5 separate regions of the Mus musculus genome follow, and regions 1, 2, 4 and 5 are each linked to region 3. Evidence: chromatin contacts called from public promoter capture Hi-C data. All regions are on one chromosome and are shown on one strand. The core of a region is the stretch at or near the end of the contact, and the rest is flanking DNA. Distances in the headings are between cores, read along the strand shown.

Region 1 (4,045 bases), core at 914-3,413, 1.1 Mb before region 3:
TGTCAGGGGCCATCTACTCACCTTACTTCCACCCCCATAAGTGAGGCTCCATGGCGCTTCCTTTGCCTTCTTACCAAGAGAGCCTGTGAGGAGGAGGATGCTAGGATGTGACATCAGACAGAATAGTGTTGTACCCGTGGAGGACTAGGAGTCAGAGGGCTCATCCAGCCTAGTGGTCAGCCCCAGTACAATAGTTGTACAGTTCCTTTAATATGCCATCTTTCCCAGACACAGGCTTAAATACACTTATTGATGAGTGCTGTGCTCATTTTCAAATGTGTTTAATAATGCCCTCACTTGCCCAGTGGGCATGAAATCCTGGGAATTATTCAGGTTGAAATGTATTAACATGAAAGGTTGCTAGATATAGAAAAGTGTATGCTTGAAGTCCTGCTGGAAAAGCAGAGGTGGGGAGATTATAGGTTTTGAGCCATCCTGGACTAAAAGCAAGTTCCAAGGCAGTCTGAGTTCATAGACCCTGCAGAAAAAGAAGAAAGGAAGGATGGTGGGAATTAAAAAAAAAAAAAAAAGACATGGACCTTATGTTTAGTTTTGAATGCTGTGTTAAAGGGACTTAGATTGTCAGTGTCTGTGTTCTCGCAAGTCACCTTGGTATGGGCAGGGTGCTGCCTGGGCTAGCACTCTTTTTAACTCAGTTGACCCTGAGTTGACACATCTTTACCTTGTTCCCACTGATTTTTTTCCTTCTTAGTCTGTAATTTCTACAGGACCTCAGCAACCAGGATGATCTCTGGAAGAACAAACATTTCAGAACAAGCTGGCCCCAGCATCTCTGGCTACTAGCATAGAGGATGACGGAGCTTGGTCTGAATGAAACTGGATGCAGAAGTCTGAATGCCAGGGCAGCAGCCCGCTGCTCCATTCTAGGAAAGCATTGCACATTCTAGGCAAAGGGCAGAACATCCCGCTGGCATTTCAAATAGCTCTTGAAAGGCAGCCCTCATCCATTCTTGTTCATGTCCAGCAGGGTTCAGCAGGAGCAGGCAGTGCCCTTGTGTTCGGGGTTAATTGGTTCTTTGGTTTGAGGCTTTTATGTCGTTTCTCTCAAGATCCACCTCTTACTCTTCAGCCGCTGTCCTATTCGCTTGACTTCTAAAAAAAAATGGTCTCCAATTCCTGAATTCCTGTACCATCTTAGGACTTCAGTTTGTGGTTTCCCCTCCAGGGCCACCTGGTCACTTCAGCAGAGGACACCTGAGGTCTCCATTCTCTCTGAGGTCTTGCATTCCTGGCCTAGAGCTAGCAGGTGACTCTCAGTCCCATGAATGGGCTTATTCTTTCTAGCTTTTATATTCAGAATTCTGCTGCCACATTTCTTATATCTAATATAATCTTTCCATGTACCCATGGTCCAGGGTACTTTTTTTTTTTTTCAAAATAATTTAAGGTGTAATTGGGGGCAGGAGCTGAAGGCTGAGCAGTCAAGAACGTCTGCTGTCCTTGCAAAGGACCAGGGTCTGGTTCCTTTTTTTTTTTTTTTTTTTGGTTTTTCGAGACAGGATTTCTCTGTATTGCCCTGGATGTCCTGGAACTCACTTTGTAGACCAGGCTGGCCTTGAACTCAGAAATCCGCCTGCCTCTGCTTCCCAGGTGCTGGGATTAAAGGCGTGCGCCACCACAGCCAGCAAGGGTCTGGTTTCTAATACCTCAGGGCATCTCACAGCCTCCTCGAACTCCAGCTACAGGAAACCTGATGCCCTCTTCCAGCCTCTGCAGGTACTTGCATATGTACAGTGCACTGTACATACACTCAAGGACACAAATATACATAAAATGTAAATAATACATGTTTTCTTCTAAAGCATTTAAAGTTATAAATTATTTACACAAAACTAATTGTTAAAATGTCACTTTGGAAATTTTAACTAAATGTTATGACTTTTTATTAAAAATAAGAAAAAGAAGACCCTTTCACAGACTTGGGGTTCAATGCCCATAAGTGAATGTAGAGAATTCATGTGACATTCTGTGTGTGTTACCATGAGGCCTCGATTATGTTTCAAATTTAAGAGAGAGTGGTACAAATTAGCAATACTTCAAGCTATTGCTCAACTGCTGTATGAAGCTGTTCCAGAGCCATGCCTATTCCAGGAAGCCTCTGGAGCTGCCCATCAGCACACAGAAGAGAAGACAGGAAAGACGAGCTCAGTGCCCCAGCAGTAATGACTGGTTATACAAGAATCTGGTCCTCTCGCGTCATCTGAGGGGAGGGCTTGACAGGTTTGTAATCTGTCTCCTGGCTAAGACAATCTTCCTCACGACTGGAGGAGCCTAATCTTCTGATGGTGGCTTCCCCTGATGTTTTTATGTCTGGGTGTAACCTCCTTTTGCGTTGCTCTTTGGGGACAAGGCAGATGGGGGAACTACAGTGATTTGAAAGGTGTTAGGCGTCAGAATGATATTTAGGTTCCAGGCCAAGCTGTGCTGCCCTGAAGGATGGAGTCCCAGTGCATACATTTGCTATGTGTTTGTTTATGGAATTCAGGCCAGGGGCAGCCTAAGATCAGAACTCTCTTCCCCAGGTCTAAGAGCAGTTATCACACTGATAATTTTTGAGGAAAATTGTGTAGGATTCATTCTGAAAAGATCTGACTGATGGCTGGAATCTTTGGACTAATGACTTAAAATTTTGTCTTTTCATTATTTTTTTTTTCTTTTTCTCTTTGAGGCTGGAGAGGTAACCCAGAAAAACAAATGACACTTCTCTCTTTTTGGAGGCTCCTAGCTCCAAATCTTCAGGTGTGAATGCATAGCTTGTAGTAACTCCGGAAATCAGGATAAGGGGCTTGGGGAGCAATAGAGAGGAGAATAGCAGGCAACAACAAATCTAATCAAGGAAATAGGAAAGGGGGGGGGCTCCTTAGGGAGGAGGAGGGGCGTAAATGCAGAAGAAGGGGGAGAATAGAAGGGAGTGGCAAGATACAAGTGATCTGACGGGGCAGTGGGAGGAGATGGGTTCTTTAGGGAAGGGTGAAGGATGTAAGTAAAGAGCAGATCGGAGTCAAGTAGCAATAAGAATATTTGAAGTCACAAGGAATTATTCTCTTAACTATTTACAAAAAAAAAAAAACCCTGTAATACACATAGCTTTGTCTGTAAATATACATACAATTTTAATAAACATTTCTCATCTGGGCTGATGGTGGTCCCTCTAAGAGCCAAAGACTAACAAAAACCCCAATATCAGATATGAGAAGCCCTCTTTTGAGTTGTTGAACACAGCTGTCCAAGAGACTCCCAAACATAAAGCCTATTGCTGTGGTCCTTAGTTACCCCCAGAGGTAGAAGCTAAGTCCCCGTTGCTTTAGAAACAGGGCCCAGAGAGCCCTAGGCCAGAACTGATCTCAATGCCCCCTTCCCTAGGGACTAGCTTTCATTGGGCAAGAAGGTATCATGCAAGTTTGCAAAAGCACCTATGAACCACATCAACAGCCAGCTTGGCATGATGACGCTGAGGGTGCAGTAGTAAGGCACACATGCCTTATAGGTAACCAACAGCTCTTTAATTGGATTTAAGACCCACTCAATAAGAGGAATAACAGTAGAAGCCATGGTTACCAGAAGATAATCTATGACCACAAGTTTATCCCTAATGACCATATTCCTAATGGCAATCTGTAAACATTCATTTGCCCTTTGTACCTACAGATAAGTGTGGTTTTCTCTTCACTCCTCATAAATAAAACTTCTCTTTGCAATAGATGAAAACAGCTACAGAAAACCACAACTGGTTAAAATCCAGAGTTGTGGGAAGGCAGAGGACTTCCTCCAGGCCACCCAGCCTTTTGGCACACACCTCAGGCACCGCTACAGTGAACAATTCATGATGGAGAGGTGGGAAAGATAAGAACCCGAAACAGTGGAGAGAGGCAGACCTGGAGATGGGACCAGGCTGATCTTAGGCTGATGTCACTGCTACCTGAGGCCATAGTGATATCCATATCCGTGCTGCTGTTGAGGACCAAGGCTGGGTCCACGGTGCTACCACAGCTAGGGTCTGGGTTGATGTCCATATCCTGTTTTA
Region 2 (4,400 bases), core at 860-3,359, 1.7 Mb before region 3:
TGAAGTTTACAAAGCCTTCGGTCCAGACTGGCTCTGGGAAGTATTCTAGCGTGCCTCTGCTCTTTCACTCCGTCCTCTTTCATTTGGTTTGCTGTCAGACTTAATCTCAGCATAGGAATATCTCACATGCTTACACTTTTTTCTTAAGTAACAGCGAAAGTACTTATGTTATATAATGAACTGAAGAAAGGGGGGTAGGGCAGAGGAAGAGCAGAGAGCCTTTTATCTTCTATACCTACCCTTCTTTCAGCCTCTGAACTTAAAGGCACATCAGGAATTCTCAAGTTTTGGCTGGACCCCAACCTCAAAGTAGCCCGGAGAATACTTCGGCTGTGTGTCATTGGGCAAATTGAATCCCTTCTCTGGTTTCTGTCACTGTGCATACATTTAACTCTCAGTGCCAAATAAGCTTTAGGATTCATTATGTGATTGCACACTGCTTAGTCAAATGGTAACGACAATCAGGAGAATGGCTCTCTCGTCCAACGCAGAGGGGGTTGATAGAGAGGCTCACGGCTTCAGGGTTAGGGATTTCCCATCACGAAAAGACACTGAACTTGAATTTGACTTTTAGATTGTGTTGGTTGAACTTAATTGCTAACTTGATGTGGGGGGTGGGTGAGGGGAGGGGGAAGAGAGGGAGAGGGAGAGGGAGGAAAGAACTCAGGGCATGTCTGTGAGGGAATTTCCAGAGTTTACCTGAGGAGATAAGACCCGTCCTGAATACGGGCCAGATGCGCTCTGACTGACCCTCATTCTTCTGTTACCGTACCTACCCTACCAGGATGAACCATGCAGACCCTCAACCTGTGAGCCAGAATAAGCCCATCCTAACTTAATTGCTTTTCTCTGTTACAGATTTGCAAACAGCCAATTCGTTATGTACATTCTAATCACTCCCAATGGAATCTCCTAGGGCTCCAAGGGCTGAAAAGCCAGGAATTTCTTTCAGATCTTCAAGCCAAGGAAAGTTAGCTCAAAAAACCTGAGAAAATCAGGTGACATTTGGATTTTTATGTGAAAACTTTTTTTAAAACTTCATCTATACATTCAGTTAAATCAGCAAAAGCCCAGTGCATGGGCCAAATGAAAGGGCTGCGCTGGCAACTCTATGGACTCTTTCAACCAGTCTGTAGATAAGGAAAGGAGTCTTCTTGCTCCCACCTGAAGAAGAGCCAGATGGCCCTCAGCAAGGCTGTGTAGCTGAGATTTCTAAGAAGGTAAGGTGCTGATCGTCTTCGATGTTGGAGATTTGAGGTGGAGAGTCAGCACGGGCAGTTTGCCAGTTCTACCCCTCCAGTCTCTCATCTAGCATAGCCTAGTTGTCCCACGTACACGACAGAGGAACCTTGTCATGAGAAAGGTTGATAAAACACTCTCAAGTGAGAGGGCATGATCCCCAGCTGTGCAGGATACAAACCCCCAAACGTTTATTGAGAGCCTCAGTGTGTGTCACTCACTGGGAAAAGTGGGGTATGTAATTCTCTCCCAGTTCTTTTGCATGTTTAAATATCTCACCTTCTTCAGGTTTCAGCTGAAATATCTCTTCCTTAGAGAATGCTGCTGGACAGGACATCCTCTCTGAAGCCTGCCTCCCTATCTCTATCTCTGAAGCTCATTCTTTTCTTCCACTTATTAAAATGTATAAGGATTGTATTTTGTAAAGGGCTAGCTCCCCTTATGAAACACAGGCTCCACGAGGGCAGGGACTTCATACACTGAGGTTGCTCAACAAATAGGCTGAATATTTTAAAATATCTCCTTGAAAGAGTTTTGAGCAATCCTTTTAAATTTCCTTGGCCTCTTGCATTAATACCACTATTTTAAGGATGAGGTGAAATTGCATTTTGAGAAAGAAATGGTTAGGAGCAAAAAACTGGTGCACAACCAGTGAATTTTATGTTTCTTGTACCCACTATGGGACAGCTTGCAAATTATCTGCAAAGGAACCAAACCTATTTTTAAAGATCCCTGTGCCTCGCAGCTCTAGGTGATGACATCAGAGAACCTCTAGTTCCACGTCCTAAGCCGAGCCTCGTGGTCCTCAAAAACTGCAAGCCCCAGGATGCAGCGCGGCATGGGGAACCCAGCGCCCCGCGCGCGGCCGCGAGCCACCACCCTGGAACTAGGAAGACGCCCGATTCCTTTGCCCGCCACGCCGCCGGGCGTGCGCGGAGCCTGTCGGGACTTGTAGTGTTCGCGGTAGGGAGTGCCCGCTCCGGAATCTCAGTCGCTGTCTGGTCTGGTAGAGGCAGCGCGTGCACGCGTGCGCAGTGCGCGGGCGGGCCGTCGTGGGCGCCGCTCCCGGCAGCTGGGTGCCTGAAGGAGCCGGGACCGCGGTGGCGCGGGTGCTCCGGGCGGAGGCCGCGGTAAAGTGGGGCATGAGGTGTGCAGCTCGGGTGTGCGTGTGTGGAAGGGGAAAGCGGGGCGAGGAAGGCAAGGCTGAGGCGGCCACCGGCTGCTGAGGGGGGCGCGGGGCCGCGCCTCCTCGCGCGTCCGCGGGCGCGCGCACCTGGGCGAGGCCGGACTCACCTGTGCGCGGGTTCCTCTGCGCCCGACGCCAGCCCTGCGGGTCCCCGCCAAGGCCCACAGCCCCTGGTGTCCTCGCTGCCGTCGCCGTGGCTCGGCCCCTGTCGGGGATCCCGGTGGCGACGCCTGTCGGAGCGGCGCGCCTCCAGGGCCGTGTCCGCCCCATCCGCGCCGCTCGCTCCCGCACAGCCCGGCTTCCCCGCGTGTGCGGACCGAGAGAGTGGCAGGGTTGGGAGTGCCCTGGCCAAGGTCAGGCGGGTGGGACCCGAGAGGCGCCTGAACTCTGGGTTCGGGACTTGGAAGAGGGCTGCCCTGCTCGGCTTCTGGTTCCTTTCGGATGCTTTCTATTGACCCTCCCGGGAGAGTGTCCGGGGAGAAAGTGGTGTCAGGTTGAAAGCGCCCTGCTGCTGTTCGCGGTGCTCCGCTTTTGGTAGAATCCTCGTTCTGCTCGACACCCAAGCTGAGGCTCCACCGAGGGCCGAGTAAATTCAGAAACTGATGTTGTCTGGGACCGAGTCCCGAGGACAGGTTTAAGGAACAGATACCAGGTAGTTTATGGCATTTCGTTTTCTAGTTCGCCTTCCCGTTCTTTCTAATACTTGCTTGGATGAGTTGGTCGTTATCTATCTTAATAAGATTTTCTGTACTCTTGTGAAGTCGTATTGCCCTTTGTAAATTAGTTTTCTAACCAGAAAAGCTTATTTCCTGTGTGTTTAATGACCGGAACAAATAGCCCACTCCAAGGTTTATACCATTGTCTTAAGACTGTAGAGTGATCTGCTCTCTAGCTTCCAGGCTTTTTACGTTGACGGCCACTGGACGAATCTGTAGCGAAGTTTAGAAGAGTGTTAAGTGACTCAGACGCTTTGGAAGTAAAATGAAAAACCATTTTTAGTTTACAGCTGGAGATGAACTATTATTTCAAAAATAGTAACACGAATTTTGAATACAGTGCGTCTTAGTTTATCTTACCAACAAACTTGTGGCAAACCATTTTCCCTCAAATTTAAATATTCCATATTCTGGACCAACTCTTCTACAGAAAGTTGATTTTCTTCTTTAAGAGCAGAGATAAACAAGAATAGTAAGTCAGCAGAAATCAAATTAATAGCTTATTTTATAGTGTTATAAACCCTACCCTGTGCCAAATGTCAGATTTCTATTGAAAAATAACACTGTTTCAGTGGACATACTGTGAATCTGTGCTTGTAAAGAGTCACTAGCTTGCCACACACAGCAGGGAAGTGATATACATGTTGCCTTCTGTCTCCCTTTATCTTGTTGGCTTCTGGTTTCACTGTTGCTGTTGGGGGGCGGGGAAAGCAGCAGGTTTGTATCTTTTTTTTTTTTGTCTTCTGTTTGGGTTTAGCAGTGTAGCAAAATAGGAAAGACTGTGCTGTGTACATCTGTTTGGCGGAGACTGAGACAGTGGGACAGGATAAGTATACAATTGTGAGGAAACGGCCATGAGTTCATAAGCAGGAAGGACCTTTTTAGAAGTATTTAAGGATGTTAAGAATAGCATTGGATTCTTTAAACAGTTACTGTGGGCAGTATTCAAAGATAGGATAAGATGCCTAGGGCAATAGGAAGATACTTGGGAAAGGTGGAAACTTACATCTTTATGTGAGCTTTGCTGCTGAAAAACTGACTACTGGGCCTAAGGAAGTTCTTTACTGTTATGCCACTACTCAGATTGTAACTCTTGTCCTCCCCCTTTAGAATTTATAATTCAGAAGGAAATCTAAGAAATAATTTGTTAGTATAATTTAAATCAGATTTTAACATGAACTTGTTGAGTAGTGTGCATTGTCTTATTCTCATTTAAATAGCTCTGTAGTGTAAGAATGAGGAGAAAGGCTTTTGGGTGG
Region 3 (4,310 bases), core at 1,704-4,203:
GCCAAGTTCCACAGCTTTCAAACAACACGGCCAGGGTCTTCAAACTGGATCGTTTTTCATTAAAAAATAAAAATGAGATCCTCGGGGACTAAGGATCAGTTGGTAAGTTCTTGCCTAATAGATTCGAAGCCTTGGAGTCCATCTCCAGTACCAAATAAACTAGAGAAGCAGAGGCAGGAGGATCAGGAGCCTAAGGCTATTCTCAGATACCCAAGAAGTTAGAGGTGGTCAAGCAAGCCTTTAATCCCAACACTCTAGAGAGGCAGAGGCAGATGGACCTCTAGGAGTTTGAGGCCAACCTGGTCTACATAGTCCCAGCTCAGCCAGGGCTATAAAGAGAGACCTTGCCTTAATATTAAAATAAAATAAAATAAATAGCAGTCAGACAAGAAAATTACCTACTTAAGAGATTACCATTAACTACCAATTTTCTTCTGTGCATAAATACTATATAGATAATTTTTTCCACCTTCTCCCTTTGAATTTACAACGAAAGTCCCTCCTAAACACTTTAGGACATTAAGAACATTGCAGACTTTTATCACAGATCCTAACACTTCAGGCACTTGTTTTCAAGCAGTCCCCACTGTGAACTTAAGCTTGTAAAAAAGGAAAAGTCAACCCTGTCTCAAAAATCCCCTCCCCTGGGTACCTGGGTACCCACCTGCTGCTGGTATTCTCTTGTCTGGCAGGTGAAGAAGAGCCTTCCTGAACACACAACTCCTGAGGGAGGCAAGGTAGCAACCAGACAAGCCAGGTAACCAGGTCACCCATCCTGCATCAAAATAACTCAGCTCTGAGAGGCTACTTCTCTGTCCTCCTATGGAAACTCATCTTTTCATCAAGGGTTCAGAGTTGATGCCAGTTTGGTCTACAAAGTGAGTCTGGGACAGCCAGAGCTACCCAGAGGAACCCTGTCTCGAGAAACCAAAGATGATTGATAGATAGATATATAGATTATTCCTATTTATTATCTATCTGCTATTTATATTTAGCAGATATAAGAGCCCAAACATAAGAACTAACGACAGGCCGAGCATGTTGAACACCTATGTTTAATTTCAGGCCACCATTATTCCCTTCCCCATTAGCTCACAGGAATATCTCCACAGTACAGTCTCCATTAAGGGCTGCATTTGGAAGAATTTGTTTAGTCTGCCTTATTAAATAACCTTTCCTTAAATTGCTCTAAAAGAAACAGCAGGGTAAAGTCATCCAAAAGCCATTGAAAATCTTCAGCTTGAGAAGTAAATTTGGTTTGGCGCTTGTTAAATATTTACTTTTCTGAGGTAACCATTCACAAATGCAGCCCTTAATTTTTTTTTCTTTTTTTTGGAAGGTCTGTCAACATAAGCTTTGTTTTATGTAACCAATATTCTGGCTAAAATTCACCTCAAGTGCGTCACTGGCAAACAACTAAAGTAACACTACTGGGAAAGGATTGAACCAACTACACCGCACCCTCCACACACCTCCACATCACTACCCATTCATTACTATTTTTAAAAGTATACAGTTTGGGGGCTGGGGAGAAGGCTCGGTGGTTAAGAGCACCGACTGCTCTTCTGAAGGTCCTGAGTTCAAATCCCAGCAACCACATGGGGGCTCACAACCATCCATAATGAAATCTGATGCCCTCTTCTGGAGTGTCTGAAGACAGCTACAGTGTACTTACGTATAATAAATAAATAAATCTAAAAAAAAAAAAAAGTATACAGGTATACAGTTTGGCTCATCCTCAAGAACTCTGCAAAGAGCATAAAATACATATCCATATAACCATAGTAAAAGTAGACCGGAAGGTAAATAGATGAGACAGGAAAAAATACCTTTTAAAATATGTACTAATTAAAGTTTTAGGGGCTGGAAAGATGGCTCAGCAGTTAAGATCACCTACTATGCTTGCAGAAGACCAGAGTTTGGTTCCTAACACCCACATTACATGGCACAACTATCAAGAACTGCTCCAGGGGTATCGAATCCCTCTGGCCTCGGATGGCGCATTCATTCCTGATCACACACATACAATTTAAAGTACAGTTACAAGTTACATAAAATTAATTTACCTACAGACACTAACAAGTTTGATCAAGAAAATTTAGGGTGGAGAAATCAGAGGTTATTCAAGTAGCAAAGCCACTTCATTCCAAAACCACTCCTCCCTTAATATATCTTGACACATCTACAAGGTAAATGTACTCCCGGGCATTGCTGTAGGCCTGAGGCAAGATTTGCTGGCAGCAAGAGCTCCCCACAATTAGACTGGAATTTACTGAGGTTCAACATAGCTTGTCAAAGGCCTAAGGAGGGGGCTCTTCGTGCAGAGAGCCCTGTGGGCCAATCCTTAGCCACCATCTCATCACAGAGTGCACGTCACTTCCTCAATCCTCTTATTTGGTTTAGGACTGAAGAGAAGTGGGGATTGGGGAGGGATGGGTATGATCTGCCACGAGACGTAAAAGCTGCCCAAGGAGCTCGGACTTGGTCCGCATCAGCGCCCCCTCCCGGTGACGCGACCACAAGTTCGCAGTTCTGTCCCCAGGGATCGGGTCCTTCCCTCCTCTTCCCACCCCCACCCCCCACCCACCCCCCGCCAAGCTGCTCGTGGTGCCCCGCGCCCTCAACGCCGCCTTTTCAAAGTCGAGACCTCCAAGGCCCCAGTCCCCTTAGCCGAGTCCCCCGGGGACAGTGAGCCCAAGCCGTGCCCCGCCCGTCCTCACGCCGAGCCCGCCCCACCCCGGGCCTGCGTGGCGCCCTAGACCCGGAGATTCCAGTGTTGCCCCGGCGGAGACTCCAGAACACCGAGTGGGCCCTAGTCGCTCTGGCCCAGCCCCGGCGCGTACGTCGTACCTGACAGCGTCCGCTAAGCGACACTGACTGTACTTCAGCCACGAAGCGCGATGTGGCTGCCCGGCGCGTCAGGTCGTTTAAGACGACGTGTCTGTCCCGCCCCCGCCCGTTCTCTCAGTTCATTGGTTAAGGCGGAGGGCCGCACACCAATCACAAGAGGCTCACTCTCGCCCCACCCACCCGGCCTTGAGCCTCCGGGCGCCAAGTTCTGCTGCCTTCCCCAAGTGCGCAGTCTGCTTTTGTGCCTGTGGCGCTTGAGCTCTGCACTGAACTTGGAGCAGTTCGCTTTCTTTTACCCGAAGGGGAACGGAGGCCCGAAGGAATGGTGGCCTCTCACTGCGTTTCTCTAGCCCAGGGACCTTCCAAAACCTTTCCTGAAAGAGCCTGTTGGGAGCAACATCATATCTTAAATGCTGAAACCACATGACCTTGAACCCTCACGTACCAAAATGACAAAACAGATTACTGATGCTTCTAGTATCATCTCTGCAGCTGTAAAACGCCGCCCGGATGTTATTAACTGTTGTTATAAGTGGTTGGAAATGACAGCTACGCAGTATAGACTTGCCTGCACTCCCTCCACTACCATGGTTAAAACTCAAACCGGAAAAGGATATTGCAGGATAAACACAATCAGAAGGTGCTTAGGTATCATTTTTGTCTATAACGCTCGTTATAAATCAGAAAATATGAAGAGAATAGAAGAGTTATCCAATCCTGTACCAAAAGCTGTAGACCACAGAGGGCCAGTGATTCACTACCTTACACTTCAGGGTCAGGCAGAAAGATTTCACACTCCAGTTTGGAAAGAATGTGTGTGAATAAGAAAGCACAAGGATGGAGGGACTGGCACACCAGGGAGAGCCACTGTCAGTCCACGTATCCAGGGCTAGATGTGGGGTTTCTAGAACCCCAAAGAGAGAGGAGTTTGAGGAAAGACTACTTGGAGGGAGCCAGGAGCCTAAGGAGTCTGTTAAGACTGGTGGTAGTAGTGGTGGTGGTGCACACCTTTAATCCCAGGACTCAGGAGGCAGAGGCAGGTGGATCTCTATGAGTTCTAGGCCAGCCTGGTCTACAGAGAGAGTTCCAGGGCAGCCAGAGGTACAGAGAGAAACCCTGACTTGAGAAAACAAGAGAAAAGACAATCCCCACAAACTAGCCTCCCTAGACACAGAGCAAGATCAGAAAGAGGAGGAAAAGAAAGTGGGATGGGAAAGAGCAGAGGAAATGGTTCAGTAGGTAAAGTGATTGTTGGGCAAGCATAAAGAGACCAGAGTTCAGGTCCCCAGAGCCTACATAAACGCTGAGTGGGCATCGAGACCCATCTGAAATCCCAGCGTTCAGGGAGGTAGAGACAGGACAATTCCTAGAGCTCTGGGTTCAAGTGAGAAACCCAGGCTCAATTAAATATATTTAAATACGTAGGAATCAATCATGGAAGACACCAGACCTTGTGTACC
Region 4 (4,271 bases), core at 1,643-4,142, 1.6 Mb before region 3:
GAGACTTGTGTTCACTGCTGTTTTCCTAGTGAGATTCCCCAGGTCTTCAGTGTGCCGAGAGCCATGGAGTTAAGAACCAGAAATGTCTGGCACTCCTCTGAGTCTCTTGGAGGCGAAGATACCCCCAGCCACAGTCTTCAAAGCTGTGGTGGACCCTCTTCACATGACCCTATCCCACCATCTTTTTGCAAACATGCACTTTCCTTAGGCCCCACCAGGCTGTTGCATCCCTACCTGTCCCCTTCTGCCAGTTCCACTTTGGAGCTGCCTGTAAACCCCACAGCTCTCTGTCCTCATGGCTTTTGCAGCTCTGCTCCTCAGCCCTTTCCTGTGGGTGAGACTCCATTTTCTCCCTCGCCTCCTGGCCTCTACAGAAGCCCTGGCACCAGGCAGGCACTGAGTTGCCTCTGGCTTAGCCAGGTGACGCCTCTGACCCCCATTGTGTGTGCTGATGACCCACTGAATGGCTTGTTGCCCGGGGACGCCCACAACTACAATCTTCAGTGACATTTTCCTTCTGTGCTCTCATCCACAACAACCATGTCTTCCAGATTCTCTCATTCCCCTTGGGATCCCTCTTAGGGACCCTCCAGCCCTTACAGCCTTTACCTGTCCTGAAAAGGCTCTAAATTGATTTGCCTTTCCAACCAGATTTGGCCTTAATAGCCCTTCTATAACCAGTCCAAATGGCCAGCCAGCAGCACCCTTGATCCTAATTTTATTCAGGACCTTTACAAATACTGTGAGTTCTCAGAGAAATGGAGAGTCCCTAGTCCCTATTTTTCTTTTCTCCAAACCCTGTTTCTTTCTGTCTGGCATCCCTCCCCTCCCCACACTGCTTAACCATCTTGCCTTCAAGTTTGCAACAGGTTAGGGCCAGATGGGACCAGAGACTACAGCACACACTCATGTGCATAAACACACACACACACACACACACACACACACACACACACACACACACACACACACACACTCCTGAAGTATGTACAGATCATTTGCCTGTAAATTTGATTCCAAATTCTAGGCTCCAATTCCTCCACATGGCCTTGGCTTTTGCAGCCTGTCCACATAGAACTATGTCCCTCCTCCTAAGACACACACACACACACACACACACACACACACACTCACACTCTTTCTCCCTGTCCCTTCATGGACTCAGATTTTATTACAAACTGGCCCTGGTACACCTTCTCTGCTTTGTACTTCCTAACAGCCTTTCTGCTTGAAGTCTGTCTGCCTCTGCTCAGCTCCTCTCTCTAACAGGAGTTCTCCTCCTCCTCCTCTCCCCATAGGTTTGTGTGACCCGAGGAATTGCTTGCGGGATATGAGTTCCATAAAAGAGAATTCCGGAGAGAAGAGTATCTGCAAAGGCTGATGGATCAGAGCTTACCAGGGAAGCGGTAGATCAGGTGCTGAGCTATCAGGCAGCCAGAAAGCAGATTTGTTTCAGGTGGAACTAGGGTCCCCATGCATGGCATAGAACCAGAAGGAACACAAGCGCCAGGAGAGCCGGGGTCACAGCACTAATATGAAATATAATGTGGCAAGGGGGGTACCATGGTGAACCCATGTCAAGGTGTGCCTCTGAGAAATTATGCCATGCAACAGAACTGGTATAAAAGGGAGTTTACTGGCAGAAGGGAAGAGGAGAGAGCACAGGGGACAGAGGAGGACCAGTAGACATCTATGTTTCTGTAGTCTGAGGATTCCAGCCAGACACAAAAGTACTTCTCATATCAGAGACTGTGTGTGTGTGCATGTGCATATGCGTGGGTGTGTGTCTCTCTTACCCCTCTCTTACCCCTTGATGTGTGGGACTTGGACGAAGTTGAGGCTTACCTCGGGGACTGCTTTGAGGGGAGTTGTTTTAAGGAATTCTGCACAAGGGAACAACCCGGATGTAGATTAGCGCCCTATCAGCGACTCCTCCTTGAGTCAGGGTCAGCAGCACTCTGCCCACCACCCTGGGGTGTGTTATGGCGAGGTGCATGGGGAACTCAGGTGGGGACAGCACATACTTTAATTCTCTCATCTTCCAATACAAGATTTATGTGTTCTGTGTTGGCCAGGCACAGAGATCTGCCTCCGGGGTGACAGTTGCTCTTCCTGATGATTCTTAGACTCATCTCGGTCCCAAACGTCACTTAAATCCTCATGTGAGAGCTCAAAATAAAACATCTTGTTTTGGGACACCTTGATTTGCCCGAGCGCTGGGACTGCAGGCGCGGGCTGGGCGCTTCTGTGTGGTAACAACGCATTCCCTAACAGCTCAGGGTGAAAAAGTACAAACTGTACAAAGCCCGGTGGCCACGGCATGCTCCCGGTGGCCCTCCAAGTACCAAACCCAGATACCCGAGGCGTGCTATGGCATGCACTCCACCGAAAGCAACTTTAAAAGAGAAGCGTTAGGAAGGTTTACACTGTCATTCGCCAATGCTTTTTGCTTCTCTCACTTGAAACTAGGTCTGGGCACTGGGTTTCTGCCAGTCCTGCTGACGCTGCCTTCCCACGGCGGCGTCAAGTTCACAGCCACAGTCCCCCAAGCTGGGCACCGGTCCATTGCAGCTGTGGCCGGGGTCGATGTGACCGCCCTCCGCACTGGACGACCTGGGAACTTTCCAGGCGATTGCGCAGTGCTAGGCAGGTTTCCCTCTGTTAAGTGCCACTTTGGTCTTAAGGTCTTCAATCTCTGAGGAAAAAGAATCCTAGAATGAGAAACTGAGCCAGCCGGAGGGTGGAGTCGCGGCCCGCCCCGCCTCGTCCCCGCAGGCAGTCCCCGATCGGCCCCCCTCCCGGGAGCGGTGCCCGTCCCCCTGGCGCTTCGTCACCGCCGCTAGGCCAATGGGCTTAACCGTACGGCCGCGCACACTCGCACCCGCTGTCCCCAAGACCCCGACACACCGTCCCGAGCGCGGTTTTTCGGCTGTGGTCCAGCCCGTGGCCGTCGGAGTCGTCATGCAGTCCCTGCGTACCACGCTCCTGTCTTTGCTACTGCTGCTGCTAGCGGCTCCTTCCTTGGCGTTGCCGTCGGGGACCGGCCGCTCGGCCCCAGCTGCCACCGTCTGTCCCGAGCACTGCGATCCCACCCGCTGCGCCCCGCCGCCCACGGACTGCGAGGGTGGCCGCGTCCGCGACGCGTGCGGCTGCTGCGAGGTGTGCGGCGCGCTCGAGGGTGCAGCGTGCGGCCTGCAGGAGGGTCCCTGCGGCGAGGGGCTGCAATGCGTAGTGCCCTTCGGGGTGCCGGCCTCGGCCACAGTACGACGGCGCGCACAGGCCGGCCTGTGCGTGTGTGCCAGCAGCGAGCCGGTGTGTGGTAGCGACGCCAAGACCTACACCAACCTGTGCCAGCTGCGCGCCGCCAGCCGCCGCTCCGAGAAGCTTCGCCAGCCGCCGGTCATCGTCCTGCAGCGCGGCGCCTGCGGCCAAGGTACCCGCCCCGCCCTGCGCTGCACTCCTGGGTGGCTCCCCACTCTCGCCAACTCAGCCCGACCAGTCAGGACCGTCGGGAGGGGATGCGGAGGTGCAGAGAAGCACTGCGGGGTGTTCTAGGCATCCAGTTAGTGGGAGAGAGAGACGATGGGGCTCGGGGTAGCTGTGTTTCAAAGGCTCCCTCCGGCCCTATTTCTGCGCCAAGCATCGGGTCGTTTCGAGAAACGCCAAGCAGGTGCTTTGCGCGCTTTGGTCCAGCACCCCCTGGCCGGGGTGACTAGGCATCGCGCTGGGGAAAGCCGCGTATCATACCAGGGATCTTGGCAATGTTGAGATACATGGCTTTGGGATCGCAAGAACTCTTGTCGCCTTCCCTTCCTTCTCCCTTTCTGCTGAGTCCTCTCTTCTTGGAACTATCTAAGCAGTGTTTTTCTTATAGAACCTCTTCGTGAAAACTTTCACTTTGGGGAGAGGGAACATCTCTGCTCAACTCAGCAAGCATTTTTCTCACCCCGCCTCCTAAGCAGAAAACGATTTAGTAACTCCGGCCCTCTTCCTCCATTGATTTAAATCAACTTTACAAAAACGCCCACGATTTGGTCCTTTTTTGGTCCTTTGGTCCTTTTGCCTGAGTTCAACCAGGTAGTGGACCGTGAAATTTGAGGTAGAGGAGGGGCCCACTGGGGATGAAGAAAAAAATGCACCCTCTACCCTCTCTCTCCTTGTGGGACCTTTCTGTACCCACAAGAGCTGGACGTGGTGGTGGCGACAGGGTAAAGGGGCTTGGAGAACTGCCCAGCTCCCTGCAGGACCTTCCAGAGAAAAGCTTCGGTTAA
Region 5 (4,221 bases), core at 1,399-3,898, 1.2 Mb before region 3:
AATCAGGAGCTAATTATTTAAAAGAGGTGTTAAGATGCAAACTGGAAGGTAAGTACAACTACGAAGCAGATAAGATAAAAATCAAAGGGTCTTCTTTCCTCCACCATCATGGAGCACATGTCTGACTCGACTTCTTGCCTTCCAAAATCAAGAAATTTCTGGCCAAAAAACAAAACTGTTTTATTCCCCCAAGGGATTTGGATGAAAACTAATGACAAAGCCACGTACAACATGTCTCAATTGGAGTCTGATTTGCTTTTATCTGTTCCATATGAGCTAAATAGTTTCAGCAATAAAATGTGTATAACCTTAAAAAACAAACAAACAAACAAAAAACCCAACCAAACCCTAGTCATCTCTCTGAGTGCTAGAGATGCCCTCTACACAAAGGAGAATTCAAAGAACAGTATAAGGTATTACATTTACCTAGCACTGCTTTAAAAGAAATGTTTAACTGAAGGGTTACTACTGATAAGGAAGAATACTTAGCCCAACTTTTTTTTTATTAGGTATTTTCTTCATTTACATTTCAAATGCTATCCCGAAAGTCCCCTATACCCTCCCCCCGCCCTGCCCCCCAACCCACCCACTCCTGCTTCCTGGCCCCGGCATTCCCCTGTACTGGGTTAGCCCAACTTTTTATGTGACAATTAACCCAGAGGTTAGTCAGGCCTACTGAAGTTCTTTATTGTTCAATAGCTGTGTTTACTTCTATAACCTGTTGATTATGGTCATTGAAAGATTTACTCTCCAAGAGAATTTACATTAGTAAAGGCTGACAAACGAGACTTAGTTCATACAGAGTAACATGGACCTTCAAAAAGAATTAGAACACAATTCCTGAGTTCCCGTCTGCTAAAGACTCTGAATGCATGAACACTGTGATAAGGCTCTTCTGAGAAGTCAGAAAACATAAAAAGGAAAACAGAAATGAAGCCACATCTGAAGAAATCCAAAAAAAGAATGATACAATCTAACCTGTTCACCCCAATTTAGCTCCACTTTTTACTTTCCACGGCAACACTGCTGAAATGTTGAATAATTGAAATTTACTCTGGAGATACAACAAAGGCGTCCAAAAGGCCATGGAGGGAATTTCAACTAAAATTCAAAAGCCACAAGAAGTCTGCAAAGAAAGACACGTAAGTGAAAACTTTGCTAGGGACTACAGGCTTAGTAACAAGTTAATAACATAATTTGTGTGTCATTATCATTAACTGAAAAAAAAAAAAAAAAGCAAGGGCAAGCTTGGTGGCCCACAATTACATCCTAGCCATTTGTGTTACTATCATGTTGCCACTGGTCATTTACTTTTAACAAAAAAACTTCAATGCCATTCATATATAATATGCTAATTTCAAGAGATGCCAGGCTTAATGTTGCTGAATAAGTCCAGTTGCACATAAAAGTACATTAGCTCTATCGCCAGGGAAATATATGTAACAACCACCAGGACTCAACCACGGCATATCTGAAGCCCATCTTCAGTGTCCCACAGTACAACAGTTACGGTTTCCTGGGAAACACGGGACCCTTACAGGAAAAGAACTTCAAACATCCCAGTTCCCCCGCAAGGAACTTCCAAGAAAACGTTCATCCTCAGCTGTGCTGAAGACAACATAAACTCAAGACAAAGTCTTACAAGTAGTCCAGATGTTTTAAGCAGCTGTTTTCATGCTGTGTCTTCTAAGTGTAATTTCCCTGGACCTCACAACTTCAGAAGTCTTCATGTCCGTTCTCACTCCTCTGTCCGGTTCTGACCAGCACACAAAGGAGTCATTAAAGAGGCCATGTGGTTACTGGCAGCTACCACTGACTATACTTAGGATCTACAGTTAGACAGACAGCACTTGGACGCTTAGCTGAGGAGGAGCCACATTGAGCATCCAAGAACATTCCCGACAGTCGATCGATGATGAATCGATCGGGGACAGAAATCTTGAATGAGTCGGAAGATCCTCCCCAGCCTCACCTGTTCCCAACATTGGAAAGTACAGGCAGTAGACGCCAGGTCATGAGAGAAAGAAAACTCCTTCCCAACAGCAGCCCGGGGTTAACACCCTATCCAGGATACACCGGGGTTGCTGGGGTCGACTTTGGCACCCCGAGAATGCACTACACAGGGATGCTCCCTGCGATCGCCACCTGTCAAAGCCGGAGACAGCTCCCCACCCTGAGCTCCGAGCTGCGGCCCGACGGCGCCGACTCGCTCGCGAGCCTCCGGGCGGCGCACCCAGTCACTTACGAGCCCAAGAGAGTCCCGAGTCACCACGCTGGCAGCCCACGGGGCACGCAGGACCCTCCGCTGTGGCCAAGGCGAAAGCGGTGTTAGCCGGCTAGCAATGAACCCGGCACTTTACCTTCCGCCATTCCGTCAACGTGCCCTGAGTAACCGTAGCGCCGCCGTGGAAGCTGACCGCCCCCCGTGACTCACCTCCTGACAACCGCACCGAGGAATCCCCACAGCCCTTTTCACTGCCGTCGCCGCCACCGCCACCGCCTCAGCGTTCGTCAGCGTCGCAGCTGTAGCCGCCATATTTGTTGTGTCTCCGCTCCCTTCCCGCCCGCCCCACGCCTTGCCCAAGTCTCGCGTGAGCGTGCTGCAGGGAGCAAGGAGAGAATTATGTCTCTCCTGGGGTTCCGTAGGCGGCAGTGGGCGGGGACTCAAAGGGGTGTGTGAGGGGCGGATGCTCGGAGTGGGCAGGGCCCGAGCTTGCCAGGCCGAGGGAGTCTTGCGCAAGGGTTCGTGGAAAGCCTTGCGAGCTTAACAGGGCCACCCTGCCCGAAGCGAGGATGGCGGTCTCTGCGCTCCAGCTGTGGCGTATGGGCGGGCTGGTGAGTGGGGTCGGTCGAAGCGACCGTCTCAGGAGGCCTGTGGCCACACTGATTCCTGGCGACGTCATCTTTTCCTAATGGGCTGGGGGTCTGGGAGGCTGGTGGAGGGGGCTGAGCCTGGGGCTGGGTCTCCACAGACCCTTCACCTCCGTCTGGTTTTCCTTCAGGATCCGTCCCAGCTCATGCCACATTTCCCCGGATGATGATGATGATTTTTTTGTTTTGTTTTTTGGGGTTTTTTTTGTTTTTGTTTTTGTTTTGTTTTTTTTTTTTTTCGAGACAGGGTTTCTCTGTATAGCCCTGGGTGTCCTGGAACTCACTCTGTAGAGCAGGCTGGCCTCGAACTCAGAAATCTGCCTGCCTCTGCCTCCCGAGTGCTGGGATTAAAGGCGTGCGCCACCATCACCCAACCGATAATGATGATTTTTAATGACTAAAATCTAGGCCTGCTTGTCGAGCCTATTGACACTCTCTTCCCTTCAGCAGCCCAGCTGGAAGGGACCTCTCATATTTCTGGGTCTTAACCATTCAGGGAAGGAATTTCTTAGGCTTTATCTCACTGCGGGGATCTGACCAGCTCCCTTAGATTCTGAGGAGCCCAAAAGCCCATTCTAGTCCTCTTCCTCAAACTTGGTCTGAGGCCAGCCTCTTGTCTCACCAGGATGTTTCTGGCCTCCCTTTGCTCTCTCGGATTTCCTGAGCTTGGAATTAGGACACACAGTACAGTGCAGATGACAGCATCTGTCAGAATAACAGAAGACACTCTGACCAGTCAGAGGGGGCAATGGGTTGAACCATGAGCAAACCTACGTTAGCTGGACTTGGTGCTATTTCTTCAGGTGCCTGAAAGAGACAGCTTTCCTGGAGGATGTTTCTCTACTTAGGCGATTGACGAGCCCATTTAGCTAACTTTGAAGTGAAAGGACAGTTGGGTGCCTTTGCTGTGGTTGTAGTTAGCTGGAAACCCTCCAGCTAAATAGTAATCTTAAAATTTCCTCGGGCAGATGTTAAGTCTCAAGTCTCACCCATTATTCTGGCGAGCAATCAAAATCCTGCAGTATTTATTCCCGGTTTTACAAGCTACTGATGAGAGGAAGTAGCTTGTAAACGGTGAAGCAAGTCTGCACCTCTTTGCCTCACATTGTAGATAATTAACGTTATTTTATTGTTTTACAAGCTTGGGGTGTTTAGGAAATTAATAAAGTTGTGTTAGTGTATTGTCACAAAGGATTAGAAATGGGTTCTTGTGATTATTATTTAATACTGTTTAATAATTGTTGCTTAATAATAATGTAGCCAGCAGACTTGTCTGGGTTGTTGAGTTTGGCCACCCTTTGTTTTTCTAGCCTACAAGCCCTTGGTGCTCTTCCAGCTTCCAGTCTCTCT

What was found. Promoter capture Hi-C pulls out the DNA fragments that hold promoters and counts their contacts.
Region 1: a contact with region 3 is called in a promoter capture Hi-C map of liver, with 4 times the contacts expected there. The contact joins the enhancer-like site here to the promoter of Oat in region 3. A contact is called at or near these places in 7 of 39 promoter capture datasets (the 3T3-L1 cell line, the HPC-7 cell line, cranial neural crest and 3 more), 2 of 484 Hi-C or Micro-C datasets (3T3-L1-derived adipocytes and cortical neurons) and 2 of 115 datasets of contacts at active chromatin or transcription factors (astrocytes and forebrain).
Region 2: a promoter capture Hi-C map of liver shows a contact between it and region 3, with 5 times the contacts expected there. The contact joins the promoter of Plekha1 here to the promoter of Oat in region 3. A contact is called at or near these places in 5 of 39 promoter capture datasets (the 3T3-L1 cell line, hippocampal neurons, liver and 1 more), 1 of 115 datasets of contacts at active chromatin or transcription factors (large pre-B cells) and 2 of 9 other capture datasets (adipose tissue and liver).
Region 4: a promoter capture Hi-C map of liver shows a contact between it and region 3, with 5 times the contacts expected there. The contact joins the promoter of Htra1 here to the promoter of Oat in region 3. A contact is called at or near these places in 3 of 39 promoter capture datasets (liver and pre-B cells) and 1 of 115 datasets of contacts at active chromatin or transcription factors (astrocytes).
Region 5: a promoter capture Hi-C map of pre-B cells shows a contact between it and region 3, with 6 times the contacts expected there. The contact joins the promoter of Acadsb here to the promoter of Oat in region 3. A contact is called at or near these places in 17 of 39 promoter capture datasets (the 3T3-L1 cell line, 3T3-L1-derived adipocytes, the C10 cell line and 12 more), 3 of 484 Hi-C or Micro-C datasets (the 3T3-L1 cell line, CD4 T cells and embryonic stem cells), 9 of 115 datasets of contacts at active chromatin or transcription factors (astrocytes, differentiating embryonic stem cells, embryonic forebrain and 6 more) and 2 of 9 other capture datasets (adipose tissue and liver).

The regions. Positions count from the first base shown.
Region 1 is chr7:131,448,433-131,452,477 of GRCm38.p6, forward strand. No RefSeq gene overlaps it. Among named protein-coding and RNA genes, the nearest start is that of Gm39099, 11 kb to the right of the region's middle. Within about 2 kb of position 2,164, at least 5 of the 459 cell types and tissues checked have an H3K27ac peak or open chromatin away from gene starts, as enhancers often do. A contact at or near this core is called in liver, where this site is marked.
Region 2 is chr7:130,863,615-130,868,014 of GRCm38.p6, forward strand. Plekha1 (pleckstrin homology domain containing, family A (phosphoinositide binding specific) member 1) reads left to right here and starts at 2,110. Exons shown (of 13, transcript NM_001346515.1): 1 at 2,110-2,369. Gm5602 (a long non-coding RNA gene) reads right to left here. Exons shown (of 4, transcript XR_869992.3): 2 at 2,533-3,099.
Region 3 is chr7:132,573,445-132,577,754 of GRCm38.p6, forward strand. Oat (ornithine aminotransferase) reads right to left here and starts at 2,954. Exons shown (of 10, transcript NM_016978.2): 1 at 2,851-2,954.
Region 4 is chr7:130,933,311-130,937,581 of GRCm38.p6, forward strand. Htra1 (HtrA serine peptidase 1) reads left to right here and starts at 2,893. Exons shown (of 9, transcript NM_019564.3): 1 at 2,893-3,433. The coding sequence starts at 2,962.
Region 5 is chr7:131,407,953-131,412,173 of GRCm38.p6, forward strand. It overlaps Acadsb (acyl-Coenzyme A dehydrogenase, short/branched chain), which reads left to right and starts at 2,649. Exons shown (of 11, transcript NM_025826.4): 1 at 2,649-2,835. The coding sequence starts at 2,794. Ikzf5 (IKAROS family zinc finger 5) reads right to left here and starts at 2,526. Exons shown (of 4, transcript NM_175115.4): 1 at 2,435-2,526.